3 separate regions of the Mus musculus genome follow, and regions 2 and 3 are each linked to region 1. The links are chromatin contacts, called in public Hi-C maps. All regions are on one chromosome and are shown on one strand. The core of a region is the stretch at or near the end of the contact, and the rest is flanking DNA. Distances in the headings are between cores, read along the strand shown.

What was found. A called contact is a pair of places that touch in the nucleus more often than the background predicts.
Region 2: a contact with region 1 is called in a Hi-C map of liver, with 2.3 times the contacts expected there. The contact joins the enhancer-like site here to the promoter of Bard1 in region 1. A contact is called at or near these places in 4 of 484 Hi-C or Micro-C datasets (the AML12 cell line, embryonic stem cells and liver), 2 of 115 datasets of contacts at active chromatin or transcription factors (both in embryonic stem cells) and 1 of 9 other capture datasets (adipose tissue).
Region 3: a contact with region 1 is called in a Hi-C map of the G1E-ER4 cell line, with 3 times the contacts expected there. The contact joins the enhancer-like site here to the promoter of Bard1 in region 1. A contact is called at or near these places in 1 of 39 promoter capture datasets (fetal liver), 9 of 484 Hi-C or Micro-C datasets (the C2C12 cell line, the G1E-ER4 cell line, adipose-derived mesenchymal stem cells and 2 more) and 1 of 9 other capture datasets (liver).

Annotation. Positions count from the first base shown.
Region 1 is chr1:71,100,544-71,104,487 of GRCm38.p6, reverse strand. Bard1 (BRCA1 associated RING domain 1) reads left to right here and starts at 1,516. Exons shown (of 11, transcript NM_007525.3): 1 at 1,516-1,820. The coding sequence starts at 1,681.
Region 2 is chr1:71,228,287-71,232,706 of GRCm38.p6, reverse strand. No RefSeq gene overlaps it. Among named protein-coding and RNA genes, the nearest start is that of Gm39659, 97 kb to the left of the region's middle. Within about 2 kb of position 1,291, at least 5 of the 459 cell types and tissues checked have an H3K27ac peak or open chromatin away from gene starts, as enhancers often do. A contact at or near this core is called in liver, where this site is marked.
Region 3 is chr1:70,899,536-70,903,835 of GRCm38.p6, reverse strand. All of the region lies in intron 1 of Gm29906 (a long non-coding RNA gene), which reads left to right. Among named protein-coding and RNA genes, the nearest start is that of Gm29906, 17 kb to the left of the region's middle. Within about 2 kb of position 1,350, at least 13 of the 459 cell types and tissues checked have an H3K27ac peak or open chromatin away from gene starts, as enhancers often do. A contact at or near this core is called in the G1E-ER4 cell line, where this site is marked.

The sequences.
Region 1 (3,944 bases), core at 267-2,766:
AGACTCTACATTCAGGATCAGGAAAACCTTTCAAGCATTGATGTTTGAGCTGAGATCTGAAGGAGTACTGCCTAAGAGGAAAATTCCAGGTTCCAAAGTGAATCTTTGTGTAAAAGCCCAGAGGCAGCTGGACCTAGGCTTTTGATGAAGAAAAGCTCCACGGGAGAATAATGGCATGCTTTCCCAGGTTGGCATAGGCCTCATATCTCATCAAAGAAATAGCTTTAGAGTTTTATTTGTTTGTTTGTTTGTTTATTTATTTGAGATAGGGTTTGTCTTGACTGTCTCAGAACTCTGTTGACTAGGCTGGCTTTGAACTCAGAGATCCACCTGCTCTTCCCCCCCCCTCCCCCCATTTCCATGCCTCTAGTGCTGGGATTAAAGGACCTTCCAGGCCTTTCCACCTTTAGAGTTTAATCAGGGTAGTGCCAAGACTAATTTTGTGTTTGGTAATGTCTTGTATATCTTTAGTGAGGCCTAAGGATGGGAGGCAATCTAGGCAGATGTGTGGATTCCAGTAAGAAGGAACAACTTTAAGGTAAACAGAGGCAGCTGGGGCGGTTAAGCAGAGACAGAGAAATAAAAGGGGATATGCAAGAATGTGTTCATAGGTTGGAAGCTGTGGAGAGGGCGGGCTGTGCTTGCCCAGTGTTAATATTCAGATCCGCAGGAGGGTCTATGGATTTGGCTGGTAGAATACTTCTAGCATAAAGGAGGCTCTAAACTCAGTTCAGCACCATGTAAGCTGGGCGTGGTGGTGCATATCTGTAATCCCCTATCGCGCAGAGGTGGAGGATCGCAAACTGAGAAGTTCAAGGTCACCCTTAGCTTCACAGTTTAAGCTAGGTTGGCAAACAGACGCCGTTTCAAAAAAAAAAAAAAAAAAAAAATCCCCGGGGAGGGTAGACCCTCTAGCAAACAAAAACGTTTTATGCAGTTTATCATATTTTAAAAGCACACCAGAACTTCTAAGAGATGCCCTTGGTCGGATATTTACAGCTAGTTAAAAAGTGAAATTGAAACTTAGTATTTAGCGGATTCTTATATCCTACAGCAAGGAGAAAAAGAGAACTTTCTTATATAAAGGGTAGTACTTTTATTGTCATGGGAAAAGCTTGTCCAAGTTCAACAGTAGCTTGAATGCCACTCTTTGTAGATGGCTTCAGCGGCAAGCTCCTGAGGCTATGGGAGGGTTAGAATCCAACTTCTAGGTAAGCACAGTTTCAGTAAACTGAGAGGGGGTGGGAATGAAACCCATGGGGAGCCCCGCCTCTTTGAAGGCGTGGCCTGAGGCCCCGCCGCTCAGTTTCCCGCTCAGGAAGTTTGAGCGCGCTATACCCCGCCTCCTAGGGCCACAGGCCTAGGTGACTTCTCCCCACGCCTCCTCAACCCCGCGCCTTGGCACTTTGGTTTCCGCGGTCCGCCCTACACCTCCTGAGGGCGTGGCCTCTCAAGCCTCGCCTCTCCATTTCCGGAACTTGGACCGCATTACTAAAGCCCCGCCCTCAGGCCTTGAGGGCGTGGCCTAAAGCCGGGTCCTTCCATCTCTGAGTTTTACCGCGTTTCAGCCTCCGAGCCGGAGGCGTCCGACCAATTCAGAGACTCCGCACGCAGCAGGATCCGGCGGTGACCAGCGGGGTGCGGCGCTAGAGCAAACCTGACCTCCCCTCCTCTGTGGGAATGCCACGCCGGCCGCCGAGGGTCTGCTCTGGGAACCAGCCTGCTCCCGTGCCCGCCATGGAGCCGGCTACCGACGGGCTTTGGGCCCACAGCCGCGCGGCGCTTGCCCGCCTGGAGAAGCTGCTGCGCTGCTCCCGCTGGTAAGGACCGGCCTGGCGACCTAGTGTCGTCTGTCCCTCCGTGTCCCACTCCTGAGTTTTCTGAGTGGCTTCCCAGCCACCTGCAACGAAGATGACTCAAACGGCACTTTTCGAATTTTCGCGGGAGAACTGCCTTCGGGGCGTGGCTCAAAGCGCAGCTCGTTGGTCACTCCCCGAAGGTGACGCTCGGAGCTGAGCCGAGCTAGTGCTGCTGGGGTCCTGGAGTTCGGTCCTCTGGGAGCGTGGTCCCGTGGTTGCGTGCGGGGCACAACAGCCCCTGTGAGGCTGACCTTTTGGTCCTTTCTCTAGTAGCAGGCTCGGCGTGGGGAATGGGAGGCTAGGGACCTGGTGACCGGTAGTTTGGCGATGGCAGTTTGTTGAGCATCGCAATTTTAACTTAGTTAGATTATGGCCCTGTACCACTGATCCTCCAACATGCCCTCTCTTGGATTTTATTCAGTCTGAAATGCACTCCTAAGTGGTACTTTCTTACCTGAGGCTGTTTATCGAATACTACCAAGAAATATACTTCTTTCCCCTTTTTTCTCTTTGGCAGTAGCGAATGTTAAGCCTTCAGTCTTTACTACAAATACAGTGTTAACTGCAACTTTTTTTTTTTTTTTTAAAGTTAACTGGCAACAAACTTTGCACTTACGTTAAATTATTCTTTTTTTTTTTTTTTTTTTTTTTTTTTTACAAACTCTTAGTATTTGAAAGAATGGCATTGTATTTCTTAGGAGAGTGGCGATTCTGTTAACATGAACACGTTCTGAGTTCTGCTTGTGTTTTCCTAAAGCATACGGATCATCCTGGGTGTAGACATACATCGGAAACTCAACTTCTAGTTGCAGTAGCAGGCCAGTGATGACGCACATGTTGGATCTCAATCTGTGGGTCGCGACCACTGGGACACACATTTAGGTCTTAGGAACGGAGACCCAGCTTAGTAGCAAAATTACAGTTATGAAGTAGCAAAGAAAAGAATGGTATGGTTTAGGGTCACCACAACGTTTGGAACTATATTGAAGGGGTTGTAGCATCAGGGAAGGTTGAGACCCAACCACTGCTTTAAATAGTTGAACCACAGTTAAACTCAGATGGAAACACATATTCTTCCACTTAGAATGTGTCAGACCACATGAGTTCAGGTTCCAGCCACATCTTTGGTCTTCTCTGTACCTCAGTAATAATGGTTTGCTCATTCACATATTAATTTGCTAATATTGAGATTTGATAATAAACATGTAATGAATACATACCAAACAGTGTTCCGAGTATGGAGAGCCCATTCGTGAGCAAAGCTTCCTTCCCAATGTTTCTGTAACCCTGCCTCAGGGATCCCAAGAAAAAATTAAATACATGTAAGTTGTTTCCTGTGGTGACTATCCAAAATGGACACAAAAAGATGTGATGAGAAAATGATTTAGTCTGCTTGCTGAGCCATTTGGAAGAGACTAACTAGATAAAGTAATATGAATAATCTGTAGGTTGTCCTAAAATTAAACAACCAGTTTCCCTTTTTACCAACTGCCAGCTCTTTTAAACTAAGCGAGCTAGCTTACCGTAAGAGTCAAGGGCCTGAAGATAATAGTAATTAGGCTCAGGCTGTACTATGCCACATCCAGTTGTCCAGAGAATATGAGGTTCCTGTGGTCTTGTTTTTCTTTTTTTCAGTTTATTAAACTCTGCTAAATGAGTTTATTTTAACTACTAGAGGATATAAGCTCATATAGGACTTTGAATTAATTTTTCCCTGTGAAGTGTCAATAAATATTACTTAGGTTTTTCAGTCACAAATCATCTCTACTTTCTTTAAAAGGGTTAAAAGGCTGGGAGTGGGTGGTTCATGCCCTTACACTCAGCTTTCTGGAGGCTGTTACAATCAGTTGCCTTTGAGTTTTTAGCCGGCCTGGTCTACATTGAGTTCCTGGCTTGCAGGACTACATCGTGAGACCCAGTCTCGAAAACCAAACCAAACCAAAGCAAACAGAAAGTATAAAAATGTTCTTTGTTCAAAGGGCTGTGGGAAAGCAGGCTGTTTTGGCTTGATTTGGACCAGAGGCAACAACTTTTCAAACTTTTTTCCTTCTTTCTTTTATTTTTCTGTTGATACAACAGATTGCT
Region 2 (4,420 bases), core at 42-2,541, 130 kb before region 1:
CACGCCTATCCCCCAGCCAACAAATCTCCACTTTAAAGCATGCTGCATAGGAACTTGAGCTTTAATCAGAAGGTTGCTTGCTGAGCAGAGAGCTGAAGCAAGTTAATTATGTGATTATAGTATTTAATGTCATCAGGCTTCCCAAGCCTGAAGCCACCATCTCCATGGCAGGTTACAGCTTCAAAAGATGTAGCCTCGATCATCCTCTGGAAATCTCTGCTCTCCTCACTGCTGCGTGGACCCCGAGCTCTGCCATCCTTTGTACCCAGAAACTCTTTTTCATTGCCTTATTGGAACAAACAAACAAACAAACAAACAAAAAATAACAGACCTTTCTTTGATGGGCTCTTACTTAAGGATGACAATATAACACTTTGAATTAAGACACAGTTTTTCAGGTATAGTGATTCCCTGTCTCCATTACTTATTGATTGTAAAGCTTAACTCAATGCAGTCTTCAACTGCAGAGAATCAAATGATTCCTCAACATGGGAATCATTTAGGGCACTTTCTTTAAAAAATTAAAATAAAATAAAATAAAATACAGCTTCCAACTTGGTGATTAGGGAACAAGTTGTATTCTTGACAAGTGCCTGTTTCTGTCTTTAAGGTGTCTTAGTTAGGGTTTTACTACTGTGAACAGATGCCATGACCAATGCAAGTCTTATATAGGACAACATTTAATTGGGGCTGGCTTACAGGTTCACAGGTTCAGTCCATTATCATCAACCTGGGAGCTTGGCAGCATCCAGGCAGGCATGGTGCAGGCAGAGCTGAGAGTTCTACATCTTCATCTGAAGACTGCAGGTGGAAAACTAACTCCAGGCAGCTAGGACTAGGGTATTAAAGCCCACACCCACAGTGACACACCTACTCCAACAAGGCCACACCTCCTAATAGTGCCACTCCCTGAGCCAAGCTTATACAAACCACCACAAAGGAGATTGAAGAAGTCTTGTTTACAGTACAATCAGATGTGCCTTGTGTTTGGCTTTTGACTGCCCACCCCACCATGGCTAAGACATGCACACTCACTCCAAGTACACTTTTGTAAGCACTCATAACATTGATTGTTTCTCATCTGAGGGATATTAGAAAGCAGGGGTTTGGAGAACAGCTTCTCATATGAGTGTACACATAAGTCACCTAGAAATCTTATTAAAATGAAGATATTGATCATAAGTCTGGGATAGAGTCCAGGATTCTGTATTTCCAACAAATGTCCAGGCATGCCAATGCTGCTGCCTCCTCAGACAGGCTGTGGACAGCACAGCTAGGGAGTGGACTTTGAACCAGTCCCTGGCTTCAGCTTCTACTTTCAAAGTTCACCACCAGTTTCCCATCAGCATGACTTTGGACACCTGTAACTTTGTCACTTTGGACACAGTGACTTTGTCACTGTAACCAGTTTATTTTTAGAATGAGCATAAGTACTAATATCTTCCTCGTGGGGTTTATTTTAAAAAGAGAACTAAATGAACGCTAAAGTCCTTCAGTGAGGTCCTCTGGGAAGTTCTGCATAGTGAGAGCTGTCTTTGACTTTGTCGTGACGTGGCTTGGTTTCAGCTTCCTAATAATAAACGCAGAAGTAATGGTGACAAGATAATGTGACCAGTAAAAAGGTGTTTGTCACATAAGCTTGACGGCCTGAGTTCTGTCACCCAGAACCTACAGGGAAAGGCAAAACCTAACTCTTGCCAGTGGTCCTCTGACCTCCAGAAACCATGCCCTGGTGCTTGCACACTCATGTGTGCAAGCACAGATACAAATTATATAATAATAAGATTAAATTTTTACAAAAGAAAACTCCTGAAACCACAGTTTTCTATGGAAGACTGTGCCTATATTTGCTTAACATAAAGTAGATGGTGAGCTTGCATTGTACTGATTCTAGAAATCCTCTCAAAATTTCAGCATTTAGAGAATAGTCAGAGCCTAAGGTTTCCAGTTGAAAGAATTTCATCTTATACTGAGCCCCAATTATTGTTTGTTTGTCTATTTTTTGTTTGGTTGCTTTTGTTTTGTTTTTGCTTTGCTTTTTTTGTCTCTTTGGGTTATTCTTACAAGTAACAATCAAGTTTATCATCTTCAAAAGATATTTTCTATAACTTAAGATTGTTACCAGAAGTCAGAGTCAGGGTCAATGTTTCGATGCTCTTGGTCTCTTATTCACAGTAGCAAGAAAACTTTATTTAATGCCAAATAATAGAACAAGTCTACAAGAGAATACATTGTCAGGAGTGATAACTGGCCACAAGAGTATTTAAGGACCTTGATTAGTATGAGATTTCCTTTTATGGGTTTCAAAAGAATGCAGGATTTGTTTGCTATGGGGCATATTTTAAATGTGTTTTGATGACAGTCTTGAGTCACATAAGTCTTTGCTTAAGGATTCCTGTCCTTTCCCATGATGTATTTGACAATAGCCATATGACTACCCTATTACAGATATACAGAAAGTGGAAAATAGGTCATTCACTGTAAAAGTTCATTTAGGGGTCCTGAAGAGATGGCTTAGCAATTAGAAATGCTTGCTCTCTTGCAGTAGCCCTGAGTTTGGTTAGTTTGGTTTCCAGAACCCACAGTGGGTGACCTAAAACAGCCTGAAATTCTAACTCTGGGAGATCTGACACCCTCTTCTGGCTTCTGTAGGCACCTGTAATCACATCACACACACACACACACACACACACACACATGCACACACACACCCCTCATGCACTCATGCACACTCAAACACACTCACACACACTTTTTTAAAAAATCACTTAGAGAACATAGCTTGCTTTATTGTACACACACCCCTATCCAGTGTAGACTAGATAAATCTACCTTCGTTCCCAGATATTACTGAAGTATGATAAAATAGAAACTGACTGTGTTTGTTGCTCATTAATGGGAAAAATATTCTACTGTTTAATGTGGAATATGCATGTAGCTCAATGCAGGTAGGGGTCCTGGATGACTAATAGGTTGGTGGGTGCATGGGTCTCAGGTGTGGGTAAATAGTACATGCAGGAAAGAATTGTAAGCATATTAGAACATGGGTGTGTATAATCTAAACCAAGTGGAGACCCAGATTGCCCAGCTATTCCCTATGCTTCCTGCCTCAAAAGTATAAACTTTTTTTAAAACAGTTTTTGTTTATTTGTTTGTTTGTTTTTGTTTTTTTGAGACAGGGTTTCTCTGTATAGCCCTGGCTGTCCTGGAACTCACTTTGTAGACCAGGCTGTCCTTGAACTCAGAAATCTGCCTGCCTCTGCCTCCCAAGTGCTGGGACTAAAGGCGTGTGCCACCACCGCCCAGCTCAAAAGTATAAACTTAGACTAGGTGCTGACCTAACAAAATTACCCACTTTCTGGATCATATAAAATGGTAATCCTGTAACAGCATCCTATGTGAGCTTCTGTGATGACAGAAGTGTCCTCTGTGCGCTGTTCAGCAAGACAGCCACTAACTTTATAGGCATACACAGCTTCTTACCACGTGGAATATGGACACTCAGAATGAAAACAGTATTTTCAATTTCACCTAACTTTATTGTGTGTGGTTTGTGCTTGTACTCTGAAACAGAGTTATGTTTGCGCTTATATTTTGAAACAGGGTTGCATAGTCCAGGATGTCTGTGAACTTGCTATAGCAGAGGATTTTCTTCAAGTACTGATCTTCCTGCCTCTGTGTCCTGAGAGGTGAAACTACAAGTACCACGCATTCAATTTCACACAGTTCCAGTGAAAAGACTTAGGGCTTTGTGATTGCCAGACAAGTATTCTACCGAACCAAGTTCCAATAAAGTTTAGGTATGTAGAATTTAGAGTTGACATGTGACTGACAGATAATTCATTATTCCATAGAGGGATTTACATAGAGGCTTCATTCCAGAATTCCCCATAGATTTTCATGAAACCCACCAATGTTTCTGGAATTTGTAAGAGATTTGTAGATGTATTTATCCACTCAAATAATTAACAACCTAATGCTCAATGCATCAACTAGCTAACACAACTAGCTAACACAACTAGCTAACACAACTAGCTAATACAACTAGCTAATACAACTAGCTAACACAAATAGCTAACACAACTAGCTAACACAACTGGGTTGGGGGTTACTCTCTACACCTATGACACCATAAAGAGAGAACAAACTGACTCAGCCTAATGTGGGTCATACTGGAGCTTAATGAACCTCTGCATAAATTATGGTTAAATAAAGAATAACAAAACAGTTCCTAGGAGTTCTATCCCATCTTCCTTTCAAAACAATCTGAGATTGCACCTCACAATACTATATTTTATATTTATATTGTGAGGGGGAAGAGCTTTATTTCACAAATACTTTCTTCTGTCTGGCATTTTCTTTTTTAAAAACAGGATTTATTTTATTACTTATTTATGCTTAGGTGTCTGTATGTGTGTTC
Region 3 (4,300 bases), core at 101-2,600, 200 kb after region 1:
TGGTGAGGCTTCATGGGTTTTACCCCTTTCCCATTAGCGTGTCTATTGATGATGTCTCTGTACAGGTCATGGCATCCATATTGATGGGTGTAGTTTCTCAGACATTTCTAGGAGGTACAGTCTCATAGCAAACTTCTTGCTCTGACTCATAGAATCTTTCTGCCCTGTTTTCCAGAATGATCCCTGAGCCATAAATATAAGAGTTGTATTGTATATCAGCACATTTATCCATTGGGTTTTACAACCATGGCCTTTGGTTGGCTGTGGCTTTCTGTAATGCTCTCTGTCTGTTCTTGCACTCTCTTTGTATTTCTATTTGATTTTGTAATGCTAAGCATTTGGAAAAATACTGGTTCACTGAATTATACAGATCTTTCAAGTGAAGAAATTTTCATTACAAAGTGCCAAAAATCACATTTATTAATATAACCATGATCTTCTTAGAACACTTTTAAAATATTGCAGTGCTTTCAAGCTCACAGTGATGAATACCAATTTTACAAAATTCTAATTTTCTAATTTTCACTTGAAAGCTTGGATTTCATCACTGGCAACAGATATTGTTAGTTGTCAGTTGTTTTCCTTGACTTGTCAGACTTACTACATTTATTGTTCAGAAAAATATACACCAAAACCCCAAACTTTGAAAACCAGAGTTTGTCTGGTATTCATTCTTTCACTTATAAATGATTTGTCATGGGGAGCATAGTAGTTCATGTCATGATCTAAACACCTGAACAATGGCTTTTCTTTCACACAACTCAAAGGCTCCAATATGCGCAGAAAGTGTTTTGTCCTGTCTACCATTTTGTCACACTACTAAAGGACATATACTCAAAGTTTGAGGTTGAATGGAATTAATGATACCATATCACAAAAACCATTTGTAAGCAAAACTTGTTGAGACCAGCTAGGTGGAGTGTGTGTAGATTTTTTTCCCTGAGGGTATATACAACTACAGCAAAATTCTACACAGAATTCTACACAGAATGATGCCATGCAAACCTTTGCACTAAGATACTAGCCCCCAAATAGGTAATTTAGCAGCAAGAAGTAGCATCCCCAGGATGGTTCCATCACTCCTCAGAGTGATGAGATGCCCTTTCTTAGCACATAAAGCAGGTCACAATTGTAAATGTCCAGAGCTTGCTATTTCCACTCTTGAGAGGGGCTGGGCATCCCATACAATTGCAGAAGTCAAGAAGGATAAGCTCTATCTCCCAGCGTCTGTGGAGGCATGGCAACCTTGTTTTGATTCCTTATCAGCCAGCTTCCACCTTTCATCCCGCCACCAACGCTCCTTTGTGAAGTGTCTTTTCTCAGACTTGTCTGAGTGCCCATGCTTATCTCTCTTTCTCCTTTGACACTGCACTTCACCTCTGTCCCATATGGAATGACAGAGCTGGGTTCTGTCCCTGTAGTTACTAGATAAAACCTGTTATCACCAGTTTAAAGGGTGTGCCTCTGTGTTTACATCTGACATGGTGTGAGGAAGTCACTGATCCCTGCTGCAATTTCCATTCATCACTGTTTTTATGATCCTACTTTCTGTGAATGTCAATGCCATGAAAATGGCAGGTAATAGCCTAGTGTTATAATTTTGACCTAGTGTATGGTCTTTAAGCTTATTCAAAGTTTCATTATTATTATTTTGTATGTTTCATAAGATATTGGGTGAATTTGATGGATTTTATTACAAAATTTTAATCTACTTACATTTGTTTTTATTATTGATTTATGTAAATTCAATCAAAATCATTGAACAGATTATTTTCTTAAATTCTCTCCATTCCTCGTTATGATTTTTGTCAGACAGACTTTTCTAGCTTTTTTCCCTTGCTTACTAGAATAGAAGTTAGACTTTAATGTCTGTTTGTATTCAATAGTTTCTCTGAAGAAGTTTAATATGCTCTTTTAATCATCCTTATTAATATATCATACCTTGTGCTTTATGTTTTCTTGCTTTATTTCTTTGTGCTTTGCTATGGGAGAATATATATCTTTTCTAAAATTAATTTTGACTCTGGCTATATGGAGTAGATCATTTATGTATTTTTATTATATTTTAGTACCTAACTTTAATTTCTACACTCCCAAATGTCTTCTTTTCCTATTTCTATTCATATGTGGCTGCTTTGTTTTTATATTTTTTAATGTTACAGATATTATTTGTTGCTCTGACGATATGGAACATTTCTATTTTAAATTCATTTTTCCCCACATTTCAATGATTGCCCTTTCTTTTCTTAGCTTGGCCATTTTTAATATGCTAGAAATTTCAGTTTGCAAGCTCACCTTGAGCAACAGTTCCCTAGTGTGACTTTGTGTCCATTCTTTCCTGCCTGTGATTTTGTGAGCATGATTTATCCTATCTAGATAGAGTCGGCTTTTACATTGTGGCTATGCGCACTTGTCCTGTGGTGACACTGGAGAAAGGACAGCCCTAGAAAAAAACCTTTCACCAGCTAATCTCTGGGGAAATTTTACCGTGGGTGCACACATGAATGAATATATTCTGAGCATTTCTGGGTTTAGATTGATTGAGAGTTTGATGAATCCACTTATATCTGTTTAGTTTTTTGGTTTTTAAAAATACTTTATTTCTAGACATTGGATGCTTTCTATATGGTTTAGGTTCGCCTTTAACCATTTAAAAATATCAAACCCAGCAGCACTCACTGTATGTGAATGTCAGAGATGGCTACGTGCTAATTCAAGGTGTCATCTTGACTGGGAGCCTTTAGAGTATTTAAGAATTTCTACTAGAAAAGAGGCCACCACTCATAATAACACGGAAGGCAGAAGTGGGGAATTACTTAATTAGAATCTTTATAGCAGATACTATTATGCCTACTGAATTCTGCGTAGCAATCTCTGCATTGTCTTATATGTAACTAGCTCTCACTATCCATTAAACTCTTGCATTTACAGGTTCCACATCTGTTCTTTAGAATGTTCCGTAGTGGTCTCTAGTTGTCTCTGATTTGTTGCTGTCTCATGCTTGCTTCTCATAAACACATCTCAATGTCATTGTGGTTACTATATATCATTAAGGTGGCCTTTATTGTAGATCATCCAGTACACACAGTTGATTTTTGTATATATGTAAAGTACATGTGATGAAATAAGACCTATGGCTTAATATAAAATTGAAAGCAGCAAACATATGGATTGGATATAGAAAGGGAATGGATAATTTTAGTAGGTTATGATTTTAAAGACCAATAATCATTGTAAAATATTCTGAAACAGTGAATTCAAGGCTATGTAGAGGACTCTGGAACTGTTTCTTTTTAGTATTCGATGTTCGTACTATGGTTCAGCACAGTGGAACACACCTGTGATCTCAGCCTTTGGGAGACAGAGACTACTGCATTGTAAGTTCACACTCAGCCTGTTTTACAAAGCAAGTTCCAGGTCCATCCAGGACTACATAGTAAGACTCTTGTCTTAAAAAAAAAAAAAAAGACCTGTAAATATTTACTACCTTGAAATATTTTGACTTGGTCCGGGATGATGCCTGTGTTATATGATTTGAGAAAAATAATAGGAAGCTATTGCCATCCTTAAGTACCTCCCTTAGTGACTATCACACTGTCTGCTATGCATATGAAAGAATCATTAATTTGTAGTCAGTTCAGATTGAGTATTTATAATATAAATATCCTGAATGCAGAATTCTCCAAAATACAAACTGTTTATTATTAACACATAACCCCAACTGGAAAATTCCATACATATTTAATTTCAATTCAAGCATAGATTGTAGTCAAAATATAAGCTCTCTAATACCCTTGTGTAAAATTATAGTACCTTCAGGATGCATGTATCAGCTGTGTATGAAACAAGAGTTCTATGTTTAGACTTGGGCCTCATCCATAAGTGATCTTCATATGTACACAAACTATGGTAGTTTGAATGAAAATGGCATAAACAGGCCACAGTGAGCAGCACTCTAGAGCTGTGGCCTTGTTCAAGTCAGTGTGGCCTTATTGAAGGAAGTGATCAATGGAGCCAGCTTTGAGGTCTCAGATGCCCAAGCCATGCTCAGTGTGGCAGTTTCTCCTGCTGCCTGAAGAGCAAGATGCAGAACCCTTAGCTCCTTCTCCAGCACCATGTCTGCCTGTGTGCTGATGTGCTTCACACAGTGATGATAATGAACTAAACCTCTGAAGCTGTAAGCCAGTCCCAAGTAAATACTTTCCTTTATAAGATTTACCTTGGTCACGGTGTCTCTTCACAGTAGCAAAGCCCTAACCAAGATGTTCGACTTGTGGCCCCAGGGAGTAGGGAGGTCTGG